Regions from separate parts of the Mus musculus genome. Here all the other regions are linked to region 1. Evidence: chromatin contacts called from public Hi-C and promoter capture Hi-C data. All regions are on one chromosome and are shown on one strand. Each heading gives the region's core, a stretch centred on a gene start, on an enhancer-like site or on the middle of the called end of the contact. The rest is flanking DNA. Distances are from core to core; before and after follow the strand shown. Region 1 holds the start of Csmd3 (CUB and Sushi multiple domains 3). Region 2 holds the start of Nudcd1 (NudC domain containing 1). Region 3 has its middle 14 kb from the start of Gm41322. Region 4 has its middle 150 kb from the start of Kcnv1. Region 5 has its middle 120 kb from the start of Aard.

Region 1 (2,721 bases), core at 58-2,557:
GGAGCTCCATTCCCCGTGTCTGTTGGAGCTGCTGTGGGGATGGAGAAATGATTGTTCAGAAACGACGGCATGAGTCATAAACACCTCCCGAGTATTCTTTGCAGCAATTAATGGGCATTGGGGTGCAGAAGTTGTGGAATAGCTGTGGCTCTATTTTGTCCCCCAGACTGTTCTTTCTCCAGCGATCCAACTGTCCCTTCCCTTCCTGCTTAGGAATAAATTTTCCATCCCACCCGCCCCCACTCCTTGTCTGTGCATGTGACACTCATTGTACCTGTCTGAACGCAGAGACTTGCCGGGGATTTTCTTTTTGGTCAGCTGCTAATGACTTTCTCCCTACCTTCATTCATCCTCAAAGGTGGATCTTCACACTTTGTGGCATCTCAGCCTCATTTTTATTTTTTTATTAATTAATTAATTTTTTTAACCAAGCATTAACAGAGTATCCAAAAAAGCTCCCCTACATTTATCCTTGCATAGGAAGCCACGTAGAAATAATTCAAATTTGTATGCAGACATTCATGTTGGTGTGACCGAGCTCTGGAAGGCTCTGTCTCCTAATGTATTTAAAACCCATGCATTTCTAGCATGTTGGCAACTTTGCTGTCCGAAATGGTTAAAAGGCACTCACGCCAGTGTCTTCAATTAAAAAAAAAAAAATCTGTGCAAAGCATCAGACCCCACAGATTCCACTAGAAATCAAGATAATCCTCACCACTTAAAAAAAAAAAAAGTCTTGCAGAGGAATTCTGCGTGGATATCCACTAGTTAGAGGCTATAGGAACCAACTCACGTATTGGTTTGAGCATACTGCAAGAATATTTATTGAGCACAGGCTCAATCACCGCATTGAACGCCAAATCTGGCAAGCAAAATGCATTTCCTATCTGAGGGGAGGAAAAGGAGCTGTGAATCAACTCCTTCATCAGTATTTTCCCTATTATTTTATCCGTGCAAATTGCAAACTAAGCTTGCTAGCCTCTCTCAGGCGACAAGTCAAGCCCATGTCCACCACAGAAGAGGGTACCCCGGAAAACAGACCTACCTTTTACACAAGACAGCGTCAATAAAAAGACGAGGTTCCAAAACGTAAATCCACTTTTAATCCCCATTTTCTTCTTCAGGATGAAGTCTAGGCGGCCACATTTAGCGCATCTTCGCGTGCCAGGCTCCCGGGGTTTGGATTCCTTTGCTCTGCTTTCTCCTTTGCGGCTCCCTTTCATATTATTCGCGAGCTCTGGATTCTGGCTCCTCAGCCCAGCGCAGTAGAGTTGTTGCTGTTGTTGGTGCGCGGTCACAGCTCGGAGTGAATGGTGTTTCTGGGATACCACAGCAACCTTGACGAGGACTCAACCATCTCTCCAACGGGGGCACAGAGTCTCCGCTACTCCGGATTCTGTCTTTTCTTTTGCGTTTTTTCCCCTCCACCAAAATTAACCTTAAATCTTGCTCCTTACAACCTACACCAGAAAGCACTAGTGAGCTTCTAAAAGCCCAGCTCTGCTCTCTGATAAACTCCCTACAATATTTGAAATCTCGGGGCTTGGATTATTTTTCCCCCCGAATAGATCAATTCTGCCTGCAAAAGCAGTTCAAGAAATATTATGTTAGTGAGCTCTCCATTCCTGCCTGAGAATATAGAAGCATACTAAAGGAGTATTTTTAAAGTGAAGATCTGCGTCGCTTTAGGAGAAACCGTGAGGATAATGAATTGGGTTCCATCGATGCCCACGTCCCTAGAATGGGACATGTGTTACTACAGTAGTTGCTTATATCCCAGACAGCTTTAGACATCTATTATACTTTGATTTAATCCAGAAGGGAAATCACAGATAATTTATTTGCACGCACAAATTTACATATGAGAATACCTAGGTGTAAAAAAAACATGACGCGGATTTTATTATTTGGTAAGCATATGTCACCCGTGGCTCGGGCTGGGGTAAGGTTGGGAGGGAAGTCAGAATCTTTCCCTAAATAGTTCTTTTTTTTTTTTTTTTTTTATCTTGCCCAACCTCCTTGCAGCCAGTGTGCAATAGCAGTTAAACGAGTTGTGCCTGTCGTTGATATCTAGAGAAAGCTCATTTTCCCTAATTCTGAGTTGATCCCAAATATGTAAATGGGAGGTTTCTCTCAAAAGGCAAAATGTATATGTCTATACATTTGGACTTGGCAGTCCCATAAACCAGGCAAGGGTTAAGAGTGTACAAAGAAAGAGTTCTTGCGCCATCTACTGGCCATCTCCAAGCCTCCCGCTCCTCCTTCACATCTAAAGGGACCCTGTTGTATCTCGTATTGAAGAGATCTGTCCCTGAGACGAGTGTTTTTCTTAGGCATACTAATTTTCGAATCTATTTTTTTCCCGGACAGATTCTGACCCAAATATTTTGGTGGTCAAGTTCCATAGACCCAGGTTCGTATTGACGATCTGACCCATTCGAGAACTTGGTGCTAGCTCAAGAGTTAGGTAGGGCTGCAGTGCAGACTCTGGAATAGGTAATTGCCAGTGCCTGTCCGTGGTCCTATTTGCATGCAGGGAAGGGTAGTGGGGAGCGTCTTTGTGTATCATTCAAACAAACGGACTGCACTGTCTTGAGTTTTCAGCTCCTCACCCTGTTCACAAATGAAGAACCCCGTCCTGTGCAGTATGCAATCACCCTATCCAGCCTTTGTCCCTGAGCTCGCCTTGGAGCTGGCGGCTCACTGGACCAAGGCAGTTGC
Region 2 (2,721 bases), core at 89-2,588, 4.4 Mb before region 1:
ATACATACATAAGTAACGCTTGATACTCAAACGTCGACTAACACCTCTAGATCACTATTTCTCAAAGTACAACCTATGGAAAACTTGTATCAAAATAAGAATCTGCAGAGACATGTATTTAAAAACACAAATCCCTGGACACTTTCCCTAACAAAACTACAATTCCTATGGTTGTAAAAAGGAGAATAGCCTCTAGGAAGTTACAGATAAATAAGTAGTAGCAGCAAGCAACAGTAAGCGCACTAAATCACTTGCCCTCAATAAATTGTAGCATGATCCAGGACCCGAGTATTTGAAACTGCTAACTGAATGTGGAAATTTTTCTCTCCCAAGAAATGATTCTGCGTCAGAAGGAAAAAGGGAGTTGGGGACTTTCCAAGGAGGTGTGGCTTCTCAGCGAACACGTTTACTAAAGGTAAGGTTTGGGAAGGAAGGACAACTTGAACCTTCAGAGCAGGAGCCAGAGATGTATGGGCGGAGAACATCCGAGCCTGAGCTGCGGACGCCTAGGCCAGCCCACAGTGCCGCGGCTAAGGCGCGGAAGGAAAGGGGGCATCCTCGGGTCCCCGCGTGGACGGCCGCTCTAGGTGCAGACCGGCAGGAGGTGGCTGGCTAGCCGGAGTGACAGAGGGTTGCGCCAATGGCAGCCTCAACAAGAAGGAACCGGGTGCGAGAGGGTGCCGCCGATCCCACCTGCATCAAGCTCCAGCTGGTAGCAGGGCAGCGGTTCGAGAGACAGCTTGTAGCCCTCGAAGCGGGGATCCAGCAGAGGTCTTTTCACCCGCAGAGAGCAATTGGCCGCCTCCATCGCGTTCCCCCGATCCCAGCAAGAGAATCAATAAAGCTCTTGTTGAAAGGTCCGCGCTTCACTCCTGGAACTGAGGCTGGGAAACGGCGTGGTTCCCATCCCAGACGACTCTGCGGCGCCACGTCTCTTCTGGGAAGTGTAGTGTCCATGAGAAATTTGGTTCTGTTGCAATGCTGGGAAATGTAGTTTTTTGATCCCTGAACCCACGTCAGCTAACAGACTCTGGACTTCCTTACCCAGAGGGCCGAGCGACCAGAAGGCGGCCCGCGCTAGTTGAATTCTCACATTATAGGCAGGGTGGCCAGATCCCGCCCCGGAAATGCGTGGTCTAGCTTTCTGTGTGCTTAGGTGCCCGAGCTACTGAGGGTCTAAGTCCGGGCAGCCGAAGAGTGTGGTAGGTAACGGTCGTCAGCGCAAGGGTCATTTCGTCGCTGGGAAGGGACGGCCCTCGCCCGCGGTGATGGTGGTGAGCTATGCCCGTGGTCCTCAGGGCCGGGACCCGGGCCCAGCCCAGGCTCCTTTCGATGTGCTGTCTTTCGTTAGCTTCCCCGACCCGCGCTCGCTCGCTCGCTCGCTCGCGGGCCTGTAGGGCTCTCCGACAGGGCGTGCTGCTGGAGTTGGCCGGGAGCCAGTCCCCGCTTTGTTTTCTGGCTCCTCCCCTCCCGCCTCTCCAGCTGTCTGCGCCGTGTTGCATTTTCCTAAAGAATGTCAGAACCGGGAGGGAGTCCCTAGCGCCCTGGTTTTACCAGTGAGAAAACTGAGGCCTTTAGGCATTAAGTGACTTGCCCAAGGTCACTATCCGTGATTTTAGGGGCCAAGACGAGACGAAGTTTTGCTGTTCTTGCTATGACACTGTCTAAACTTTTGCAGTTAATTTGGAAATGTTAAGCCCCAACTACAGAAGTAAAGCGTTGCCTAGTTATTAACCCTCTGTTCACCTGCTTCTTGCGCAGCCCAACTCTGAAAATTCTTTGTAGTCTGAATTTCCATACAGACAAGACGGAGAATTACAAAAGAAGATTCACACTAAGTAGGAAAACATTAACTTAAACCTGACTTTTAAATGGCAAAAATGCGCTCAAAAGTTAACCTTGCTTTTTTTTTTTTTCCCCTACACCTATTTTGGCATTGGTTGTCTGTTTTTTATTGAAAATGAAGAATTTCTCAAAGACTAGTTTGAAATTCGTTTTCTTACTTACCCTTCAGAAATAAGGATATGAAATCCAAAGCTAGGGTAGCAGTTGTAATTCTCCGTGAAGTTTATTGGGTAAAGCAAGCACATAGTCTTATTTCATTTTTCATAGTCGTATCTTTTATTAGTGTGCATGCTATGGCTTACCCAGAAATTGAATGCAGTTAAGATGCAGAAATGAACGCCAGTCAGATATTAGTGTACAATTAAATAAGGTGGGACTCCAAGTACCTGACTTCACATTCTGTCTCTGTGCCTCAGTGTTCTCATCTGTAAAATGGAATTGTGTCATTAGAGCAAATTTGGGGGTTAAATATTCTCAGTTTTAGGTACATAAGTGCTTAATGGTATTATAATAGTAGTTATTCCCTTTTTAAAAAGACAAAGAAAATAAACAATAAAGAGCTTATGAGGGAAGGGAATTGGGATACAGGAAATAGTACTAAGAATAATAATACCATGTAAGGTACTTAAAATTATCATCCTTTCCTTATTATAATGTTCAATGTATTAGGATGATTGTCTAGAGAGGTCTTAGAAGGAAACACTTTTCTAAATATTATGTATCTCAAAATGCATGTTGATGTCCAGGTTAGCAAGATGAACAAAGATGCGCAGATGAGAGCAGCGATTAACCAAAAGTTAATAGAAACTGGAGAAAGAGAACGGTGAGTAATAAATTGTATCAATAAAGTAGGTTTTACCATCTTTAATAATTATA
Region 3 (2,721 bases), core at 75-2,574, 3.7 Mb after region 1:
TTACAGTTTTGTGCTATTTGAACATTATACATTGAGATTCAACATTAACTGCCCACTCACTGGCTACTCTTTCTTTGTACTTGCCGCAGACAAAGGAAGTCATTTGTTAGTCAGTAGTTTTCTCACTCTATGTATACAAAACAAACAAACAACAACAACAACAACAAAACCCTCCAAATATCCTCCTGATCTTGCTCATAGGATACTGACTGTGTCCCTACATGATCTAACTTGTGGTTTTTGTAATTGTACAAACTTTGTAATTTTCTAACACTGTCCTCTCTCTTACTGCCATCAGAATGATGTCTCTACAAAACCTAGATAGGAACAGGGCTCTGCCATGATCTGTCTATGTTTGGATAGGAGCAGGGCTCTGGCCTGATCTGTCTATAATACTGGATAGGACCAGGGCTCTGCCTTTTACTTGATCTTTCACAGCTCTCCACTGATCAAAGAAGTTCAAGCAGAAATGTTTTTGTCGAAGCATGGGGGAGACTGTCTCAATCTGGTCCTGGTTTGTTCGTCCTCTGCCCACATGCCTGGCTTCACATTAGCCAGACAACTTCTTCCTTCACAGCACCCTCTCCTACCTCAGTTGCAGATTCTTCTAATCTCTAGGTTAGACATTAGGTTGAGATTTTCCTATTCCAACTCCTTGCCTGTCCCATTTCTAATCGTCTGTATTCTTTATCTTCTACAACAGAGATGCTAACATGTCCTGCATCTGCCCTTTCTGTATCAACTATCACTCATCTATCATGCCTTTAAAAACCTCTGGTACCTAAACAGAAGACTTCCTAAAGGGCCTGAATATGTCTCATCCATGGTTGTATTCCTGGCACCTAATTCATGGTAGGAACGACATACACATTTAATGGAAGAGGAAATGAATGAGCAAAGACAAGCATGGTAGAAAAACCAGGTGTGTTAATCAGAGGCAGGTTTATTGACCCACCACACTAATCCTTGGAGAAACTAGCATTCCCAGTCAGGGGCATATTTAGGACTCTTTTCTGACAGTTTCCAGGATTACTGGGCTGGGTAAGTTAAAAGATATTCAGACCACCTTGAACTAAAGAGGCTGTGTCATCTTGCAGATCCACTTACAGGGTCCAGCAAGACAGTTTTTGAAGCCACCCACCCTGACAGAGGTGGCCATGGGAGAATCGCATCCAGGATTGCAATTAGAGCTAGAGGAGAAGAGGAGGAGACAGGGGTCAGTGAACCAATCAATAATCAGCAACTCCTCCCCCACATCTGCCAGGAGGGAGGCTGAAGCTATCTGCTTGAGGATGGCTCTCATCTTAGGCGGTGCACTCCTGCCATCTAGTGGCTCTGTCACACTTTGCAAGCATGCCTTTAACCGGCATGGCTTCAAGGGCTGAAAAATCCCAGAGCTAGATTTAATGCACTGCTCAAACCTGGAGTAAACTCACCAGGAAGATGCACAATACTTTTGGGGTTTCTTTGTCACTGACATTTAAGAAAGTCTTTATGGGTGCTGACTAGAAATGAATCTTTCATGATAGTATTAGTCAAGGCTAATATCAGATATGAACACTACCTTTTATTTAATGAGGAAATAGGATGTGATTTTTAGCTTAGAGTTAAATCAATCTCTCTCTCTCTCTCTCTCTCTCTCTCCTTTCCCCAAATGGTCCCAAATGTGTTACAAACACTGCCTAGAGATTGTCTTTTTCCCCAGCAGCAAACTGGATAATTGCAAAACAGAAAGGAAGAGCTGACTATGGTGTAGCTGAGGCATGCCAAGATAGTCAGAAATGACAGTGTGGAGACTTAGCAAGGGAAACATTTCAAGGACCAAGGCTGACAGGAGATGAAACTGCCTCAGGCTTCCCAATCCCTCAGGGAAACTGGCAATCTTATTGCTTTCTTCTTCTTCTTTTCTTCTTTTTTCCATGGCGCCCCAAAGGTAATTCATTAAAATATTAATAGCTTCTGTTTGCTCTGGGGCAGTGAACTGGGACAGATCCAGCTGTACAAGAAACTAACGATATGGGCAAGATACAGATCTTGACCACGCACACTCTGTGTCTGAGAAAATCCATCCTGTAGCAATTTGGAGACAGCCAGGAAACAGCTAGCCTAACCTTCAGCAGCAATATTTGCAGATAAATGGCCTCAGGCACAAAAATATATCACACATATGTGCATTAAGTATCAATACAAGTTCGGTTGTCATGATATAAAGTTAATATAGAATGTTTCATAGAAATTATTGCTAATATGTAAAAGCATATTAAACTTATAGTAACCCTCAGCAAAATAACCAAGCAATAAGGGCAAGAATTTTTAAAAGATAGTGAGAAAGTTTTCAGGTTATATATTTACAATGTCTTCTATGGAAATGATCCAATTATTTACATGGTGTAGCTTTTCACAACTGTAATGTGACCCTCTGATGAAACTTGCTAGGCACAAGTGTTTTACAAACATTTAATCATCTCCTAAGACTCTGGCCTTTTTTTCTACATTCTATGTCGAAGCAGGTTTGTTGTGTTTAGATAAATGTGTGTTATGTTAGGCTGTGGTTATTATTAAAATCAATTGCTAAATCACACACACACACACCCCAAACACACACACACACACACACACACACACACACACACACACACATCCATACACACACACACACATCCATACACACTCTTTCCAAGGAAACTCTTATGTTTGAAATACTTGTCTCATTGGATCAAC
Region 4 (2,721 bases), core at 87-2,586, 3.5 Mb before region 1:
CCTGGTTCTTAAACTGGGAATACAGGAATGGTATGATATATACAATGTATTGCAGAAAAGCTGTTTACAATACTAAGGGTGCCACGTCCTGCTAACCTGCTTTCTTTACCGTGGTTTGTGTTATACACGTTTTAGAATTATATGGGTCTGACCAATTTTATGTATAGTTGTTTGAACAACTATACATAAAATTGACCAGAAGTAATTTGGTATCCCATGGCATAAAGAATCAATGCTTTAGAATCCTGGGCACATGACTCAAATATAATGAGGAGTCATGGATTGAGAAAATTAGAGGCTCTAATTTATTGACATTTAACACAAACTTATCTGACTTTTTCCAATTAGATTCCATCCTTCTTCCTTCTCTCTATTTCAGTGAAGGCACTTGAAGTTTTGAAACAAACAAAAGGTATTTCAAAAGGGAGTATCAATGAGATGCAATAATTCCTAAGTACACCTCTTAGAGAAAACACCAGGGGTAGAATACAGTGTTCTATTCTATCACTTAGATGCAATATCCTGAGCAAGGTCATTATTCTGAAAAGGGAACAATTGCTATCACAAAAAGCTTTCTAAAAACCTTACTTAAGAACATTTGTCTGAAAAATACTCTAAGCATATTAAAGAACAATGTGGTTACTGTTTCCCCTTTAGTACACTAAGTAAGATAGCAGCATCTTGTACTGAAAGAAGCTCCTTTGCTATTTTGTTATATGTAACAGATACCAGCTTGGTCCTTCTTTCTGAATAAGTATATGGTTTTCCAAATGATGATTACTGAGTCCAGAAAAGCTATGACAATAGCTCATAATTTCAATATTTTTTTTCTTGAAAGAATTTCCATAGATATGCATCCCATTAGTTTGAAAACAAAAATAACTGAAGGAAAATTATACAATTTGCATTAAATAAGTAAATAAGTAAGATGTATTTGGTAGTATAAAAGAATCAAAATCTATTAGACATATACACTAACTGGTAACACCCCAGCCTCTTCTCTCCAAAAATGTTTTGTGTTTAGTGTGCACAGCTATGTGATTTGGTGGCTGACTTGCTTGGATTGCTGTCAAGCTGCCAGTAATTACTGCATTACTGGGGTTTTCATATGCTCTTGGGACCAGAAAGGTCCAGAAAGAGACTCACTTGCAGATAAAAGAGCTATGAAGACACCAGGACTAAGAAGGATGTGTGACAGAATAGCTTCATGGCTATTGTGAAGTATATAATGCACCTTTCAACAATCTTGTATTATGAAAGATCTGCTTGACTTCCTCCCAAGCCCCTGGTGCCAGAATCCAACAGCCTGGAACCTTCTGAAAGCATCTGCCAGGAATTACATCAGATTCTACTCAGAGAGTGCAGAAACACATGAACAGTGTATTTCAGTAGCCAGGAGACAAAATACTGGAAGACATAAATATAAATTTAGCAACTGTCTGAAAGGAAATATCCTGTGTGTCTCCTTGACTACAGCAGAAGAAAAGTGCAAAGGAGAATTGTATTGTTTCTTTATAGTAGTTGTGTCAGGCAGGAGGGATGCAATTATACAAAATAATTGAAAGGAAAATCAAACTCATAGAAACATGATGAATTTAAAGAAAGTAAATAATAATATTGCCAACAGAAATAAGTCAGATTCATGTGATGTTTGAGTCCACTAAACCTTCTGTGTCTTCATTTCTTAATCTTTCAATGTCAAGATAATTATACTATCCTAACTGCAATGATGACAATGTGGGTAATATTTGTGAAAAGTTGAGAAAATTATTCTAATGAGAAAATATATGTGCACATTTTTAATTTAATGCATAGGTGCCAATGCTAACCAATGTTCAAAACAGTAAATAAATATATATTTGGGGGAGAATATTGGTCTGTTTTGAATATATATTACCAAATTCCCCCATCTTGTTAATTAGGAAACTATTTATGGTCTTTTATTTGTTGTTTTGGAGAAAATAAAGAAGGATAAGAGATTGTTAGTGAAAATTAATTATATAAAATATACCATGTAAAAGATGAACTAGCAGACAGTGTTATAGTACTTGCCTCCATTTTGAGGATAAAAATCAGTACAAACAATGTCACTTCAGGAAAAATGTCCCAATGCTGGTACCTAGTGGCTCTTTAGAATAAATTGAGACTATCTATCTATCTATCTATCTATCTATCTATCTAAATAAATCGAGAAAAAATATATATACACTTTTTCATTTGCTTCATATATAGTTTGGTACATGAAGCACATCCAGAAATTTTTTTCTTGCATCAAAGATACATTCAGATCTCCTTAAGCAGGTATTAATGAGAAAAGATGCATAACAATGTGACATTCCTATTTTCTACGTTCCAAATATTGTTCTGTCAGATGGAGAAGAAACAAAGTATTATAGGTAAAGAGATATTGCTTTTAGTTACTACAGCTGTTTAGCAGTGAGTCACATACTTTTGATGGCTTGAGATTATTTTTCTAATTGTCTATCTCTCTCCCTCATTCGTTTTCTATTTCTTCAACCTTCCATCTTCGTCTGTGTCTCTAAGTTCCTTCCTTCTTCCCTTTTTTTTCCCTTTCTCTTTTCTTGTTCTGTCCTTCCTTCCTTCCTTCCTTCCTTCCTTCCTTCCTTCCTTCCTTCCTTCTTTCCTCTCTCTCTCTCTCTCTTTCTTTCTTCTTTCTCTCTGTCACAGACTCCTTCTAGGAATATAAACGTCAACCATACT
Region 5 (2,721 bases), core at 101-2,600, 3.4 Mb after region 1:
AGTGGCCACTGAATGAGCAGAGAGAACTCAAGGAGGTCAGCCAAAGCCAGGTAATCATAGAGTCACAAAAGTGAGGGGAGAGTGACAGACAACAGAAGAGAGGGCACTCTTGGCAGCGCAAGAACTCTAATTGGTCGATAGAGATGATATGTTAAACAATGACCAGTGTGTTTACAATACCTTCACTGCTAAGCAGGGGGTACTTGAACAGGATTCTGTAATCTATCATGCCCATTTCCCCTTACAGAAAACTACCAATGATGACACGGTGTGATAGATTCCCGTAAGCCACTCAGAGGTTTTCAACGGCTTTCGATTTTTTTCAACTATGTTTCGATACATGTTAGAGAGAATTCATGGTTGTGAGGCAAGTTTACAAATTTTTCATTCTGTACTTATTTAATTTAATACATATAGATTAGTCAGCTTTATACTCCTAGGCAGTAGAGCAATCTGTGATGGGGACACGGCCTTCAGGGAGCTTCTATTCTTTAGAGGTTATTGACTCATAAATGCTCTGACACAGGAAAGTCCTGGATGGAGAATGCCAGCTAAATGGACTTGACAGTTAGCAAAGGGAGGGACTCAAATTGGAAACTGAGGGGAGTAGCGTCATCACCAACCTGAAGAGATGCAGGCTAGTGCTTGAAGCAGAAGGTAATAATAGCTCAGTCAAAGCACTGGGTGCGGCAGCCATGGCCAAGGGCTTATGCCTGCTTTCTGGACTGTTGCCATAAACAATAGGGACTCAGTATGGAAGGAAAGTCAGGACTGCACTGGGCTGTGAAGCTGTTTGTGCTTAGTAGCGATGCTGTTATTTGAAAAGGAGTATGGGAAAAGCCATCCAGTAAAGGGACTTGGGAACCAAAAGGCAAACTTAGCACCCTTTTTGATAAACTAACCAGTCTGAGAGGGCATTTAGAGCAGATGATATGTTCAATAAGCCAGCAATTTGGTTTGAAAGAGAAGACCCAAACTTCCTCAGGGACGGCGACTCCCCTGCCGCGTGCCCACAGCAAGGAGTCGAGCAAACATTGCTCTGGGAGCAAATGCGGAGTGCTTTCCAGAGAACAGGTTTCTCTTTGGGGTATAATTATTTGGCCCACTTAATAGAAGTCGCAAGCAGGCCAGCCCTTGAAAAATAGGGCTCGTTCCTCGTTTTAGCAGAGCTTGAACAAAGGGAAACTTAAAATCAATTAGAGGGAAAGAGGAAGCCTATTTCTGTCCTTCTGGAGACAAAAGATGAAGCACAATTGGTTAAAATTCAGAGGACTAAAAATCTCTTGGGCGGTTGGGGGAAGTATTGGAGAGCTGCAGAGGAGACACAGATCCAAACGCAGGCTCGAGCTGCCATCTAGTGTTGGGACGGCTGCTGGCACGCCAGGCCCAGCTGCTGTTTCTGCCTGCCGGCTCAAGGCTCTTGGGTTTCAGAAAGATGCATCAAATTACTATTTATTATTATTGTTATGCCTATTGTTATTAAATAATTACTAAGTTAAACAGGGAGTTTAACACTTCTTGTCTCCCAGGAATTAATTTTCCTCCTGACAGCACGCAGTCCTCAGTATTCAGTTGCCTCTTGTTTGAAGGAACAAGGTTTAATCCTTTGGCAATCTAACTAGGAGCCAGCTCAGCTCCGAGGGAACCACAGTTTGACCTTTGCAATCGTGTTGGAAGGTGGCAGTCTGGATCATTAACCTTGTGAAAGGTCCTGGTGTATCTATAGGCTCAAGCCTCCTCCTGAAGGGAGATTTCATGGTGAAATGCTGTTATAGAGCCTGTAGAGTAGTTTTGTCTCCTCACCAGACTCTTGTTTTATTGAATTGAGGTCTCTCATATTGGGAAGATAATTGGCAATTCAACAAATTACCTTTATTTAATTAAACAACTAATTTACTGCCAATCTGATATTGATTAGAGGCCCTGGCTGCCAATTACTTGTCCCACCCCTGCCCTGTTACTGGAAATTACAAACCTTAACCAGGCTTAGCTAATATTGTTTGTAGCCTAAAGATGGGAGCTTTGATGTTCCACAGCTGCTGGGTCTCTATCTCACTGCGGCGAAGCAGGCAGCGCCTGTGAGGCTCTGGAGATGCTTAACGTGGCCTGCCAACTCCCACGCCCACTCTGAAGCGTGGCTCTGGAGCCCCTGACCTAGATGGCTGACTCAGAGTGACTGCAGCGTCCTCCTGTGCCCCAGCCTCTGCTCTCAGCAGCAGGTCTTTTCAAACAGAGCTGTAGCGTGAGTAAACAGCCCTGAGAGGAGCCATCTGCTCGGTTCCCATTTGGACATGAAAGCGAACCTGATCTTACAGACCTTTCCAGACACCCGGTGGCCCCGCGATCTCCCCCCATCTAGTCACTGCAATACTTTACTCTTTTGTAAGGTGGGAATACAGGCATGCTTTCCCTCTACCTTTTTAAAGCCGACAGAGGAAAATAATCCTTAGAATTAAAGCTGTCCTTTGTTGTGCTGTGACATCCTCGTGACAGGTGGTGGCATATGAAAGGCTGAGGGACTGGGCAGGGGATGGAGTGAAACACATTCCTCAACCACAGGGCAGGATCAGGGGACATTGCTGTGAAAGCCCTACTCTGAATCTTCTCTTAAGGCGGGGCAGATCGACAGGGGAATAAACAAAGGAAAAATTCAGACGTTATATGTGTTTCTATTGTGGGTGCTGGAGTTGTCTGGCGTAAAGAAGAATTAAGGGATGGGGA

What was found. Promoter capture Hi-C pulls out the DNA fragments that hold promoters and counts their contacts. Hi-C and Micro-C count contacts between places; a contact is called where the count stands out from the background.
Region 2: a contact with region 1 is called in a promoter capture Hi-C map of second pharyngeal arch cranial neural crest. The contact joins the promoter of Nudcd1 here to the promoter of Csmd3 in region 1. A contact is called at or near these places in 5 of 39 promoter capture datasets (cranial neural crest, frontonasal cranial neural crest, maxillary cranial neural crest and 2 more), 2 of 484 Hi-C or Micro-C datasets (B cells and cerebral cortex) and 1 of 115 datasets of contacts at active chromatin or transcription factors (astrocytes).
Region 3: a Hi-C map of cerebellum shows a contact between it and region 1, with 4 times the contacts expected there. The contact joins the enhancer-like site here to the promoter of Csmd3 in region 1. A contact is called at or near these places in 4 of 39 promoter capture datasets (cranial neural crest, hippocampal neurons, maxillary cranial neural crest and 1 more) and 4 of 484 Hi-C or Micro-C datasets (cerebellum, cerebral cortex and cortical neurons).
Region 4: a Hi-C map of cortical neurons shows a contact between it and region 1, with 6 times the contacts expected there. The contact joins the enhancer-like site here to the promoter of Csmd3 in region 1. A contact is called at or near these places in 4 of 39 promoter capture datasets (cranial neural crest, frontonasal cranial neural crest, hippocampal neurons and 1 more), 11 of 484 Hi-C or Micro-C datasets (cerebellar granule neurons, cerebellum, cerebral cortex and 4 more) and 1 of 115 datasets of contacts at active chromatin or transcription factors (neural progenitor cells).
Region 5: a contact with region 1 is called in a promoter capture Hi-C map of hippocampal neurons, with 6 times the contacts expected there. The contact joins the enhancer-like site here to the promoter of Csmd3 in region 1. A contact is called at or near these places in 4 of 39 promoter capture datasets (3T3-L1-derived adipocytes, cranial neural crest, hippocampal neurons and 1 more), 11 of 484 Hi-C or Micro-C datasets (cerebellar granule neurons, cerebellum, cerebral cortex and 4 more) and 2 of 115 datasets of contacts at active chromatin or transcription factors (astrocytes and embryonic forebrain).

The regions. Positions count from the first base shown.
Region 1 is chr15:48,790,682-48,793,402 of GRCm38.p6, forward strand. Csmd3 (CUB and Sushi multiple domains 3) reads right to left here and starts at 1,308. Exons shown (of 71, transcript NM_001081391.2): 1 at 1,046-1,308. The coding sequence starts at 1,223. Gm34336 (a long non-coding RNA gene) reads left to right here and starts at 2,089. Exons shown (of 3, transcript XR_384081.2): 1 at 2,089-2,721.
Region 2 is chr15:44,426,969-44,429,689 of GRCm38.p6, forward strand. Nudcd1 (NudC domain containing 1) reads right to left here and starts at 1,339. Exons shown (of 10, transcript NM_001113554.1): 1 at 694-1,339. The coding sequence starts at 808. Eny2 (ENY2 transcription and export complex 2 subunit) reads left to right here and starts at 1,143. Exons shown (of 5, transcript NM_175009.3): 1 at 1,143-1,274; 2 at 2,592-2,668. The coding sequence starts at 1,269.
Region 3 is chr15:52,457,702-52,460,422 of GRCm38.p6, forward strand. No RefSeq gene overlaps it. Among named protein-coding and RNA genes, the nearest start is that of Gm41322, 14 kb to the left of the region's middle. Within about 2 kb of position 1,325, at least 22 of the 459 cell types and tissues checked have an H3K27ac peak or open chromatin away from gene starts, as enhancers often do. A contact at or near this core is called in cerebellum, where this site is marked.
Region 4 is chr15:45,265,750-45,268,470 of GRCm38.p6, forward strand. No RefSeq gene overlaps it. Among named protein-coding and RNA genes, the nearest start is that of Kcnv1, 150 kb to the left of the region's middle. Within about 2 kb of position 1,337, at least 4 of the 459 cell types and tissues checked have an H3K27ac peak or open chromatin away from gene starts, as enhancers often do. A contact at or near this core is called in cortical neurons, where this site is marked.
Region 5 is chr15:52,159,596-52,162,316 of GRCm38.p6, forward strand. No RefSeq gene overlaps it. Among named protein-coding and RNA genes, the nearest start is that of Aard, 120 kb to the left of the region's middle. Within about 2 kb of position 1,351, at least 72 of the 459 cell types and tissues checked have an H3K27ac peak or open chromatin away from gene starts, as enhancers often do. A contact at or near this core is called in cerebellar granule neurons, cerebellum, cerebral cortex and 5 more, where this site is marked.